3 separate regions of the Mus musculus genome follow, and regions 2 and 3 are each linked to region 1. The links are chromatin contacts, called in public promoter capture Hi-C maps. All regions are on one chromosome and are shown on one strand. The core of a region is the stretch at or near the end of the contact, and the rest is flanking DNA. Distances in the headings are between cores, read along the strand shown.

Region 1 (4,051 bases), core at 700-3,199:
ATATACACAGCCTATACTCTGTCTTAACAGTAAATATTTTCAGTTTTATACTGTCATGTGCATGTTGAACCTATTTTAAAATTAAAATCATGTACACAAAAATAATGCCGACTATGGAAATTAGAGTATGATCTCTGAGGTTAAGTGGCCACCCTCCTCCTCTCCCATAAGGTGTTTACTAAAGTAAAATGAGCCTGGCTTTTCTGCTTAGTTTTTAGGGGACAGTACTGCACCTGCCTTGGAGCTTGTGATGGTCCAATGCATGAAATATGTTGAGGCTGCGCAATTATACTGCAAACACTAACACACTCACATTAAAGGGCTCATGACTGAAAAGAACAACACTTATTTGGATGAAGAAAATAGCACAGACACACAGTCTAGAGACTTGAGGCATACCAGGACTTCCTGCTTCCATTTCTGACATGGCTTCTAGGCTGCTGAGGTCTTTCTGAAACAGCCTTCTCACAGCTCTGCAGCCTCTCCCCTCCTGCCACCTGTAGGCATCGTCACTTTCCTGAAAGGATTCCTTCCTTGAGCGGCTTATGACAGGAATCCTAGGTCCGGGCTTGAACTCTCTCCAGCTGTCTGCATTACCAGCGAGTTCATCAGATAGCCATTTTTTATTTTGATCTTTGTGGTTATCATTCATCCAAGCAGGCTGACTGTAAATTGGGTTTTTAAATGCATATGGATTGCTGGAAACCCCATACAGTCCTTTCCTGGGGGTGTTCCCATAGTTCCCGGGTGATATCTTCTTTTTTGGAAGGCCCTTTTCCATTTTACTGCTATGGCCTTTAGCATAATCATCCATTATTAAATAATCTTGTTGGGGATGGCCCCTTCTGAAATCATCATCATCAATAATTCCACGGTCTTTAGTGCGCTTCACAAAGTAAGGTTTTGCTGTATCTCCCATGGTCTTTGACTTCAACTTTCTTACTTTGTACCTGAAAGAAGGCATTGGGGGAGGGGGGAACAAAACAAAATTGTAAAATAATATCATACCAAATACTCAAAGTAACACACGGGTGCCCTGAAGCCTTTATCTTCCCCCATTTAAAAATTAAATTGTTACCACATTCCTAATAATTAATGCATTCCAGAAGTTACAGTGTTCATAAAAACTGGTCCTTATTTAATACAAAGACTAAATCTGAAGACACTTCTATAGTCTCAGAAACTAAAGAAGTAACTTCTATGTAACGAAAGCACCTCTCTTCAAAGTAAACATCCTAAGTCAACACTGTTACAAAACTCCCAAATCTATTTCTTTTTTTTAAAGTTGGCAATTACTTTTAGGTATCAAAGTAGCCGAAACTATGTGAGCAGATTTCAGTTTCGATCAGCCCCCACTCTAAGCTTCGCTTTTCAACCCGGCGCGACCGCTGGGCGAAGGGACAGCACTTCCCACTAAGGTACCGCTCTAAGGGTCCAGGCTTCCGACCAAGGGACAACGCCAGCTGACTTACCCGACTTCTCAGTCCCCAGCCCCAGACAAGTCCAGTTTCGTCACCAACCACAATCCTCCGCAGGATGACACTCCTTTTCCTTCCCCATTCGGCTGCCCCACCCCTGTGTGCCTCAGTTTCCACCAGCGGAGTCCCCAGGCGAAGGAGGAGGCGGTTCCGCGCTACTGGCCACGAAGCCGCCGTGGGGAATAGGAAGCAGGAAGCGCCCGGCCATTGACAGGGTTCCGGGGTTCCCCGGACCAGGGCCGGAGCCCCGACACAAAGTGAAGACGCGGACTCGAACCCGAGGGCTCCGGGCGCACAGCCGGGCCGAGGCGGCCGGAGAAGGACGGCGCCAACGTACCTCGGGGCCGGGCAGATACGCTTCTGGGGGCGGGGGGAACCCACGGGCCCAGCCCGGAGGCGAGTCCCGGAGGGACGCGACGAGACGGCGCCCCGGAGCACTCACCAGCGCCGCTGCGGTCCCCCGCCGCTTCCTGTCCGGGCCCGGCTCCTCACCGTGTTTTCCTTCAGCCCCACTTCCGGCGCTCAGCGCCGTCTCATTGTGCGCGATTGGAAGACTGCGGTGTCCCCGCCCCGCGCTCCGCGGCTGGCCGGAAGCGCGCACCGGAAGCGCGCGCCGCCCAGGTTCCTCCCAGCGCCGGGGGCGCGCCGCGGGTGCGGGCGCAGAGGTCCGGGGTTGCTCCCTAGCTACCTGCGAGATCCGTCGCCCAGTGCTTTCGGGTTCCCCCGACGCCCCTCTGTGGCTGCTCGGGAAGCTGGGTCTTTTTATAATTCCGAGTGGCTCCAAGTTTCAGTGAGGGCCTTGTGAACGACCTTGAAGGAAGTTCAGCGGCCTAAACCTCTGGATTAAGCTCGACCTGGGGGTAGAAAGAGATTCAACTTTTTTTTTTCTTTAAGAACTAGCAAACAGCCGGAGAGTGGTGGCACATGCCTTTAATCCCACTTGGAGGGAGGCAGATTTCTGAGTTCGAGGCCAGCCTGGTCTACAGAGTGAGTTCCAGGACAGCTACGTCTACACAGAGAAACCCTGTCTCAAAAAAACAAAAAACAAAAACTTAGCAAACAACACAGAGTTGCTTTTTTTTTTTCTAATTGAACATTCATTGTTATCTAAAGTGTCCTACATGCCTTGAAAGCCTCAAGCAACTAATGAATAGAAGTGCTGGAAAAAATAAGGCAGTTTTCATTTCTACCTCTACAAAGTATAAATTTAAATCCATTGGGTTCTTTAGCCAACAGTCTTAAAGTGAAGAATGCATACAGCCTTTGCTATTCCAAGAAACTGTCTTTAAAACTGTAAATAAATACTAACTCAATCCTACTAGTTCAGGAAGAAAGGAATACAATTGAAATTTAAAAAGCAAAAGAGACATAGCTAAATGGTTGATATTCTACAACCAACTTGTTTTGTCAGTTTCCTCTTGCTGTGTGGGTTTGGGGATTTCTGAGTTCAAGGCTAGCCTGGTCTACAGAGTGAGTTCCAAGACAGCCAGGGCTACACAGAGAAACCCTGTCTCGGAAAAAAAAAAAAGTATTTACATTCCAAATGCTGCATCCTGGTTCCCCCCTCCCCCTTCCTTTCCCCAGGACCCCTCCTTTCACCTCTGAGAGGGTGTCCCCCCCCCACTTCATTGCCCAACCCTGGTATCATAAGGCACATCCTCTCCCACTGAGGCCAGACAAGCCTTCCCAGAAAGCCATCTTTCTCTAGGGTCCCACAGCTAGTAGCTGTTCTGAATATAACTTGAGAGTTCCTGTCACTGACAGTAAAAGTTCCATGTATCAGACTCTGACCACCAAGCAATGTAGACGTATTAAGAGAATGAGGGGGCTGAGGGAATGGGTGAGAAGATTTGCTACTTTTACAGAGGAGCAAATTTCACTTCCCATCACCCAAGGTGGTTGCTCACAGCTGTCTATAACTGGTCTCCTAGGGGATCTGACACGAGTGGACTCCACCAGCACCTGCATGCCCACACACAGACACACACACACACAAGGACACACACACACCCTTCAGAAAGGACGAAGGTACATTAGAAAGTACTCTAGGGGAAAAACCAATGGCAAAGCTTGGCCCTTAAGGAGACCTGATTGAAATCCAAACCTTCACCAGCGGGAAGCATGTGTTCTTAGCAGCTCTGTGTGACTTGAAACATACTCTTAAAACATTTGTGATAGCCTCTTATGTAGATGTCTTTTGTTCTGAAAATTCATCGGAGCCAAACTAATAATCTGTTTGCCAGGCAGACAGTGGCATTTCATCGAGTCCAAAGGGAGCTGACGATGCATCATTATATTTATGATGGGCCAAAGCCGCGTCACCACACCCAGGTGAGTAATCTCTGAAGTCCTGGCTTAGGTAAGTCCTTGGTTCCTAGAACCCTAGAGGAAGTACACAGCACACACTGTTCTAAGGATTTAGAATATTTTATATGCATTCTCTTCAATATATATCCGTAGTCTTTTCCTATTTTAAATAGTTGCTCTTAAGGTTCATGTTGAGTGCTGGAGATATGGCTCAGTTGTTTTTGAGAATTTATTACTCTTGCCCCAACATACTAGTTCACTACTGA
Region 2 (4,051 bases), core at 1,009-3,508, 3.7 Mb before region 1:
CTTGATCTTTCCAAGGCAGATGGAGCTCAACCCCACTTACACAACTGTCCCTCCTCTACTGATGTCCAGCCGGCTCTCCAGGGCAGGGCCTGGCATTTCTTGCTCATGATTATTTCCTAACCCCGACATAATCACCTTTGGGGACATACTAGTAAGACACCAACCAGGCAGGGCTGCTCTCAGCAAGCAAGTTATAGGACTCTTTGGAATGAAGAGTTGGCCCACTTAGCTGCACTTACAGGAGCTGTAGCAGGAGCCCCCGCCCCTAAGCCTACAGAACGAAGGTGGTGGGTTTAACAGGTAAGGGTCCACCTCAGCCCCACCCCTTCCCATTTCATATTTCATTAATGGGCTCTGAAAAGCCCATCAAAAGCCAAAGGCTACTGCAAACCTCTGAACATCACATACAGATTAGTAGTTTCTCTCTTTAAATAAATCTTTCATCGACTTGGGGCACCATCAGCTCCAAGCTTGTCCCTAGGGGAGGCAGAAATGGCTTTCTAGGACCTGAGAAAATGGCAGACTGAACTGTACCACTCCCTAAAGCTGGCCCACGTAGTAGAAAGTAAGCCAGTAAGGAAGTTATCATATGTGAATTTCCAGACCAATCTCAGTGTGATACAGTGTGAGCTCTCCCTTCCTGGTGAAAACTATGACCTAGCTCGTAGCAAAATGAGAAAGAGGGAAAGTTTAAAATCTCGGGAGACTCCTCATCCTTAAGGGGAAAAAATCCCCACAAGTTGAAAAGGTTGATCGAGTCAGAGGTTGTGTGTAAGCCCAGTTGCTGTTGCTCAATTGGTCAATTGTGGACAAGCTGTAGTAACTCCAGTAGCGAGTATGAGGGTGTCCATTTCAGAACTAACCGCAACTTTGACTGCACACCTTAAGGTGAACCTACAGGAAATTTAGTTGGGTTTGGACTTTTGTCTTCCACTCCAGCACAGACTTTCAAAACTGGGACTCCATGCTGCAGTGTCTACAAACAAAACACTTCCTCTCTTTTAACAGTAAAACCTCAAACCACAGAGGTGTCAGCAAGAGGGAAACCGAAGAGGAGAACCCCTCTAATTGTCTATTCTTCTAAGCTGTTTTATTAGATCGTTAAAATCTTACAAAGACTTCATAATGATTGTAATTGTTGGAGACGAGATCTGCCTCAACTGCTTGTTCAAAAGTTACACCGTCAAACCTAGAAAACACTTTCCCCTGCATTTCTTCAAAGACTCTTTCAAGCAATCTTCTGCCCAGCAGTGAGATATCGGTGGTCTCTGCAGGAGTGGGCGCTGGGCTCAGCATCTTGCACACCTGTTGTCAGGTGACACCGTCAGCAGCATCCCGCGCCTCCCATCTCTACTCACCCCACCCCCAGAGACTCTCAGCTGTCCCTCTGCGCGCGGGGAGCCTCCAGTCTTCCAGAGTCACCTTAAAAATAACACCTCCCCAGCACAAAGCAAACAAAAGGCGAGCGAGAGCCGCGGGGCTTCCATAGCTCCTCTCCAGCCCGCCCCGGCCTGGGATTCCGTCCGCGAGTGGTCCCCAGGCCTCGCCTGCTCAGGCCTCGCGGCGGGTGCCCCACCAGCCGGCCTCACAACGGCCTGTGGCTCGCGCCCCACTTTATTGTGCCCGGGAGGGCACGCGCGGGCCGGCGGCGCACGAGCAAGTAAACTCTGAGCACAGCAGCTCCGGGCCCGGGCGGAACGGCTGGTCACGGCCTCCGGGCCTCGGTGCCCTCGGGCCCACGCCATCCCTGGCTCTCCCTCCCGGGCAGAGGGGGAGACCCGATCAGCCCCTTGCCCACAAAGCGCCCCGGCGGGGGTAGGGGTGCGTCTCCGAGCGAAGTTGGTTTCCGGGTTTGCTTTCCGAACAAAACCATCCGGACCCGCACGCTGCCCCGGGCAGGGCCTTGGCGGACTCCGGGCGGCCCGAGGTCCGAGGGTAACCGCCGGAGCTTCCCGGGCGCCAGGCAGTGCCCCGCGCGCGGCAGCAGTCGGGCGCGCGGGGCCCAGACGGGGCGGACCGGCAGCCTGCGGCTCCGAGGCCCGCGCGGCACTTACCGGGCGGCTGCACGGTGAGGGGCCCGAGGCCGGTCGGCCGCTTGCGCCGGTCCGCTCCGCACTCCTGCCTGGCCGCCCACGCCTCCTCGCTTCCCGCCCGCGCGTCCCGCGCTCGCGCCCTCCGCCCGGCTCCGCTGGAACCAGTGAACTGGAACCACTCGCGGCGGCCCCGGGATTCCCACAATGCACAGCGCGCCGCTCGTCACATCCCTTCCCGGCCTCGCGCGTCCGGCCACCCCTCCCCGCGCCACTCGGCGCCCCGGCCTTGACCCCGGCCTGCCTCGGGCCGCGGACGCCAACGACGCCAGCCTCGGTTGTACCCAGGCCTTGGTGCTCTGCGCCGCCCCCCCCCCCCGCCCCCAGGCATCGGTCTGCGCGCGGGAGCTGCAGGGGTCCGGCCTCAGAAAGGTGCCTGTAGGTAGCGCGGCTCTGCAAGCGTCTGCTGTGAGCACCTACTGTGTGTCTGGTGTCCCCTTGTCCCCAGTAGCCTCGTCCACAAAGAGGGAGGGTAGAACAATTGCTGTGACCAGGGATCTTCTTCTGCCCGGTCAGCACCAACTCCGCGCCTCAATCCAGCCTCCTGACTTTTTAAATACAAGGCAGCTGTGTGCCCCAAGATCAGCTACCGTAGCTCAACTCCCTTGATCAGTGGGATTCTACAGAGCTGGCCTCAAAGTCTGGTCTTGCTTTGCTCGTGGAATCGGTTAGCTACCTCCACCAAGCAAACGTTTGTTGACTACTGGCTCCAAGTGGAGACTTACTGATTTAAACAGTTGATACTTTTATTACATATTAAGGTGGTGGGGTGGGTGTCAGCCAGAGAAAGGGCAGCAACATCTATCCACAAAACTAAAGACTCTCCTTCAGGCCCAGGCTACACTAGAATATTAGCAGGTTTTTGGTTTGTGACCCTTTAACAGCTGGGCCATCTCTCCAACCCTAGCGCATTTTATAGACACAAAAAGCATTGTCTAAAGCCCCTGGCCCATGCATTCATTATTTCAAGTAAATATCTGGGACATTCTGCACACCATGCATAAACTTGAGTGTAGTTGTGAAATGGTGAACAGAACTGGCAACTCCCACCCCACCCCACTCCACCCTACCCCCATCCCGCTTTCCTGGAGCTTACAGTCTGGTGGGAAAAGAAAGGCAAGAGACAAAGGAATCACACATTACAGAGTATAAATTCTCAGAGGAAACAAGGTAGGAAAAAAAAATCCTAGGAAAGGTAAGCAGGGGTGTATTTGGTAGTCTTGAGGCTGAAGAGATGGATGGCTCCGTGTATAACAGCACTTCGTGCTCTTGCAGAGGGCCAGGATTCTGTTCCCAGGATTCATTTGTGTGGTCCTGATAACTCCACTGGGGGGGGGGGGGGGGCTCCAGTGCACTCTTCTGACATCCATGAATATCAGGCACCACGGGGTGCACATACACACAAGTAGGCAAAACACTCAAACACACAGAATAAAGTAAGTCCATCTAACCTTTTAAAAAGAGCGAGTTTCAGTAAGAAAGAAACATTTCTGGAAAGGCCTGAGGGAGTAGAGGGAGCAAGCAAGCCATGGAACGGGTACTGAGGAGGAGTACTCCAAACATGAAACTCCAAAACTATTATGGGCTGGAGTATGAAAATGAAGTCCAGAAAATGGAGGGGAAATGGCTGGACTTCTTGTCACTGTAGCAAATTAAAGGAACAATTTAAAAGAGAAATGTTTTTATTTTTGACTAAGTTTCAGGTTTTAACCCATAGTCCATGGCTCTAATGACTAGGCCATATTGGAGAGCAGAGCATCAAAATGGCAGAGTGACAGAGGCTACTCACCTCATGGCAAACAGGAAGCTAAGGGAGGGAGTCAGGACAATATATACTCCAGTGATGGACCCTCTGTAACCTAACTCCTCCCACTAGGGCTCGCATCCTAAAGTTTCCAAGATGTCCTCAAGTAGTGTAACCAGCTAAAGACCATGTCTTCAGTGAACTTGAGGTAAAGGTG
Region 3 (4,051 bases), core at 902-3,401, 3.1 Mb before region 1:
GGGGACTGTGTTTCCTGGCTGACAACTGCAGGGCTTAATGATCCAGAAATCTTGAAATTATGTATGTGTATATATAGATATATATACTTTATATCTATATTATTTATCATATTTCTCTATATAGTTATATATTTATATTATTTATATTACTTATGATATATATTTACAGATCTTGATTCCCACTGCATGCATCATGTATCATCTGGTCAGATCACACTGTGCCACATTTGTTCTTAGATTCAGTTGATTACCCTAAGCAAGACTTCTTTATGCCTCTGGCAAGCCTGACAGTAATCTTTGACAACTGTATACTGGGCCCTCTGAGTTCTACATCCTGTGAAGTTTAGGTTACTTCTCAATTCTCTGGAAGAGTCCTACTGGCTGCTAAAGCCCCCATGCTTCCTTTCTGTGTTATTATCTCTTGTAACTGAGGGCCTGGCCTGAATGTACAAAGCCACCCGAGAGCCTGGAGTCTCAAGTTAATTTGCCCAGTGTGCAGATACACAGTTGAGGAAGTGAAATACTTGCTTTTAGGATTATACCCACGGTTCGGGACAGGACCCCAGTACTCACGAAGTGTTCTTACAAATATGCACACAATTTGTGAAATGATTTTTAATAGTTTCTTGAAGTGAGGAACGGCGCTGATACACACAATATTAAGCAAAGTCGGCTGCAAACATCAGTTCCGAAAAAAGGGCATTCTTTCAGTAGGGTTATAGGTACGTCTGGGAGTTGTAAATCCATGCCAGGCTCCAGAAGCCATGCCTTCCAAGGGCCGGTAACAGCAAAGACTTAACAGCCAGGAATCAGTAAGCCAGGCAGTGTTGGCGCATACAGAGTCCTCCTGCGCAGAGTTTATGATGTAGTAAAGAAGTTTAAGATGGAGACCTGAGATTGCACACTGATGGCCTGTAGGCTATATTGGGACCATGGGCTTGTTTTGTTTGGCTTGTACCAGGGTGAGTCTTCTCAATGTCTAAAAAAGAGAAGGGGAGGGCAGGTCAGGGAGCCCAGGAAAGAGACAAAGAGGCAGCTGATCAGATAAATGTGTGATTTCCTTTTAGTATAGAAAAAGATGCATTTCCAACTTTCTTCGAAAAGCCAGAAGATCTGCCAATAATGGGCGGACACTGCCACATTTCTTCCTGCGGATGGTTGGCTGCAGTCACAGCTGCTGCCTTCCCTTGGTGCTCTCTCTCTAGTTCCCCAGCTCTGGCCGGATTCTCACCTATCACCCTTTGACATGGCTGCTTCCATAAACGCCTCCTCACGGCATTTATTTAATCTCTTCCAAATAGAAACAAGCCGTTGGAGTCTGGAGAAACATGGAAACCGCCGCATTTGTGTGTCAAGTGAGGTGACCCTGGTTCAGGCGGAGGAGGTGGTAATAAAAGTGAGGAGAAACTGTCAGAATTAGGGATCTACAGAATTGATATTGGAGGATGGGATTGACTGGGAAAGGTTAAAAATAGTTCCAATTTACTCAAAAAGAAAACCGGTGTGTGTGTGTGGGGGGGGGGGGGATCAGTTTTAAAGACCTTTAAAAATAAACACGAAACTATTTTAAAAAGCTTTCCCTTGCTGTCCAAGCTGACCGTTTGGAGGGGAAGAGAAGCCAGACAGCCGGATTAGTACAGAGCTACCCTGTAAGACAGCTCGAGCACCTCTAAGCCTCCACTTGCTGAAGCCTGAGAGCTCAAGGCGCTCCCGGCTTCCAGATGTGGGGCGGTGTCCCGTGAACAGCTGGGACTGTGTCCTGAGAAATGGCCACTCGTCCTCAGCTCCGGGTTCAGCACTATCTCCACCTGCAGAGGATTTTCCCCCTTTGGGAGCAATATTAAGGCTACATCTAGTAAGCTGTGTGGTATCTGATGCTCAGCCAGAGGTCTCTGTCTCTTAGGGTTTCTATTACAAATCAATGAAAACGGCGAAGTTGTAGCTGAAGATACTTTTTAACGCTTTAGATTGGCTAGAAAGGTCTCCAGCTCTCCAGAGCGAGGACGACCGTTTCGCTATAAGGCGGGTGAGCTTGGCTAACCCAAGTGCCACTTCCAGGCTCGCTGCGGACAGCAGAAGCCAGGCCTCGGCCACTCCCGACGCGCATGCGCCGGCCGCCGCGGCCCTCCGCCGCCGCCCCCCCTCCCCCTCATCATCCGGGTCCCCGGCGAGCGGGCGCCGAGCGCTTGTCCCGGGGCCGAGCTGCTAATAAAGTTGCGGCGCGTGCACAGCGCGGCGACGGCGTGAGGAGAGCGCGCCTGGGCGGCGGGGAGGTGAGTGAGGGGCCCCAGGGCGGGCGCTCGGGGCCCGGCGGAGGGACAAGCGCCGGCGGCAGCGGCCCGCGTGAGGCTGGAGGCCTAGAGGCTCCCCACGCGGGACCTGACGGCACGGGACGGGGCTCCGCGCAGCGCGGGAGGCCCCGGTGCTAAGGAGGCCCCGCGCGGCCGACGAGGCCGGCGCGGACGAGGCCGCTGCCACCTCGGCGCGCCACCGACGCCCGGGCCCGCGCGCGGAGCCGCGCAGGCGGCCTAGGCCGAGCGCGCGCCCCGCCGCTTTGTGTCTGGGAGATAAGGATCCGCGCTTATCGGTGGGAATTACACTCCGGCCAGCCGGCTGGCGGCGACCCGCCCCTGCGCCCGCCCGCCCGCCCGCCCGCCCGCTCGCCCGCCCGTCACTCTCCGGACGTCGCAGAGGCTCCCTCGCTGCGCTAAACTTTGTGTGAGGAAGCGAAGCAGCTTTTGTCTCTGCCCCGGTCCCGGTGGTTCCCTTGGGCATGCGTGCCCAAGTTCAGACTCCATCCCCTCCCCCTGCCCTTTCTCCTCTGCGCTTCTGGCTGCGCCGAGCCGGGAACCCTAAGCTCTGGGAACTTCCCCGGTGGCGGCCGTCTTAGGGTCAGAGCATGCTCAGTGGCCCGGACTTTTCGGTTGCAGAAGGAGCTGGCGGGGATGGTCGAGGTATTTGGAGGTGTGCCAGCGATCCGAAGCGTGTCTCTGTGTGTGTGTGTGTGTGTGTGTGTGTGTGTGTCCGGTTTGTGATGGCCCCGGCGAAAGGAGTCCCGGCCAACCTGGAAGGCAGGAACGGCCGAACACTGTAGGCTAGATCTTTATCTTGATCGTAAAAGACAGTGTTTCCTGAGCAGCTGGAGGGGGGTGGGGGGTGGGTATTTCTGGCTGCTGCTGCGTTTAGATGGGTGTGGTGCTAAGTATATCTTGTTTATCTTTCTGTGGAAAAAGTTTTGAAGTCTGGTGGAGTTGATCACATCATGCCTGTTGCCTAGCACTATCAAGTGTATGCCTACCTAGCAACGGACACTGGGCGATCAATGGAATTTGTTGGTTGCTTTGACAGAGGCTAAGCGAAAGGGTACATGTGATTTCTTTTCTTTCTGACAGGGTTTTGCTAGGCAGACCTTGAACTCTGGCCAATCCTCCTGCCTCAGCTTCCAAGTGCTGGGATTACAGGGGTGAGCCATCACCAACTCTGGCTGTGTGTTTCTTTTTTAAACAAAGAGTGCTTGGATTTTCTTAGTGTATGGGAGTTACCGTTAAAGTTGAAAACCCAGTAGGTTTAGAAACGCTTAGAGTAGTAGTTGAGGGTTTCTGCTAGATGCCAGCCCATAATGCCTGTTGTATGGAAACAGTTCCTCCATGGAGCAGGACGGTTTCACACTCAACTGCTCTATCAGAGCTTATGATCCAGATGAGGTTAGTAGCAGTAGTAACAAATCACATTATTCCTTTTACCCTTTTTGGTAACATTTTCCCCCTCTAAAATGAACCCCAGAAATTATAAAATTCCAAAACAACTTAGAAGAATTGGTCTATCAAAATCTAACCTATATAAGGTTTGTACATATTAAGCTTAGAGGAAAAATAGTTTTGTAGCCATGCATGGTGGCCCACACCTCTAATACCAGGCAGGTAGACAGGTGTGAGGTCCAGGCCATCTGGGGGACTGCATAGTGAGGCGAGTATGATTGCTAGGTGGTGACCTCCTTGGCACTCTCCTTCTTTAGTGTTTCCCCACTCAGTCCTTTAGATAACTGTTGTTA

Evidence for each region. Promoter capture Hi-C pulls out the DNA fragments that hold promoters and counts their contacts.
Region 2: a contact with region 1 is called in a promoter capture Hi-C map of pre-B cells. The contact joins the promoter of Macroh2a1 here to the promoter of Tut7 in region 1.
Region 3: a promoter capture Hi-C map of pre-B cells shows a contact between it and region 1. The contact joins the promoter of Smad5 here to the promoter of Tut7 in region 1. A contact is called at or near these places in 2 of 39 promoter capture datasets (liver and pre-B cells).

Annotation. Positions count from the first base shown.
Region 1 is chr13:59,821,161-59,825,211 of GRCm38.p6, forward strand. It overlaps Tut7 (terminal uridylyl transferase 7), which reads right to left and starts at 1,950. Exons shown (of 27, transcript NM_001373962.1): 1 at 1,473-1,950; 2 at 400-950. The coding sequence starts at 919.
Region 2 is chr13:56,133,292-56,137,342 of GRCm38.p6, forward strand. Macroh2a1 (macroH2A.1 histone) reads right to left here and starts at 2,259. Exons shown (of 9, transcript NM_001159513.1): 1 at 2,055-2,259.
Region 3 is chr13:56,700,859-56,704,909 of GRCm38.p6, forward strand. Smad5 (SMAD family member 5) reads left to right here and starts at 2,152. Exons shown (of 7, transcript NM_008541.3): 1 at 2,152-2,273.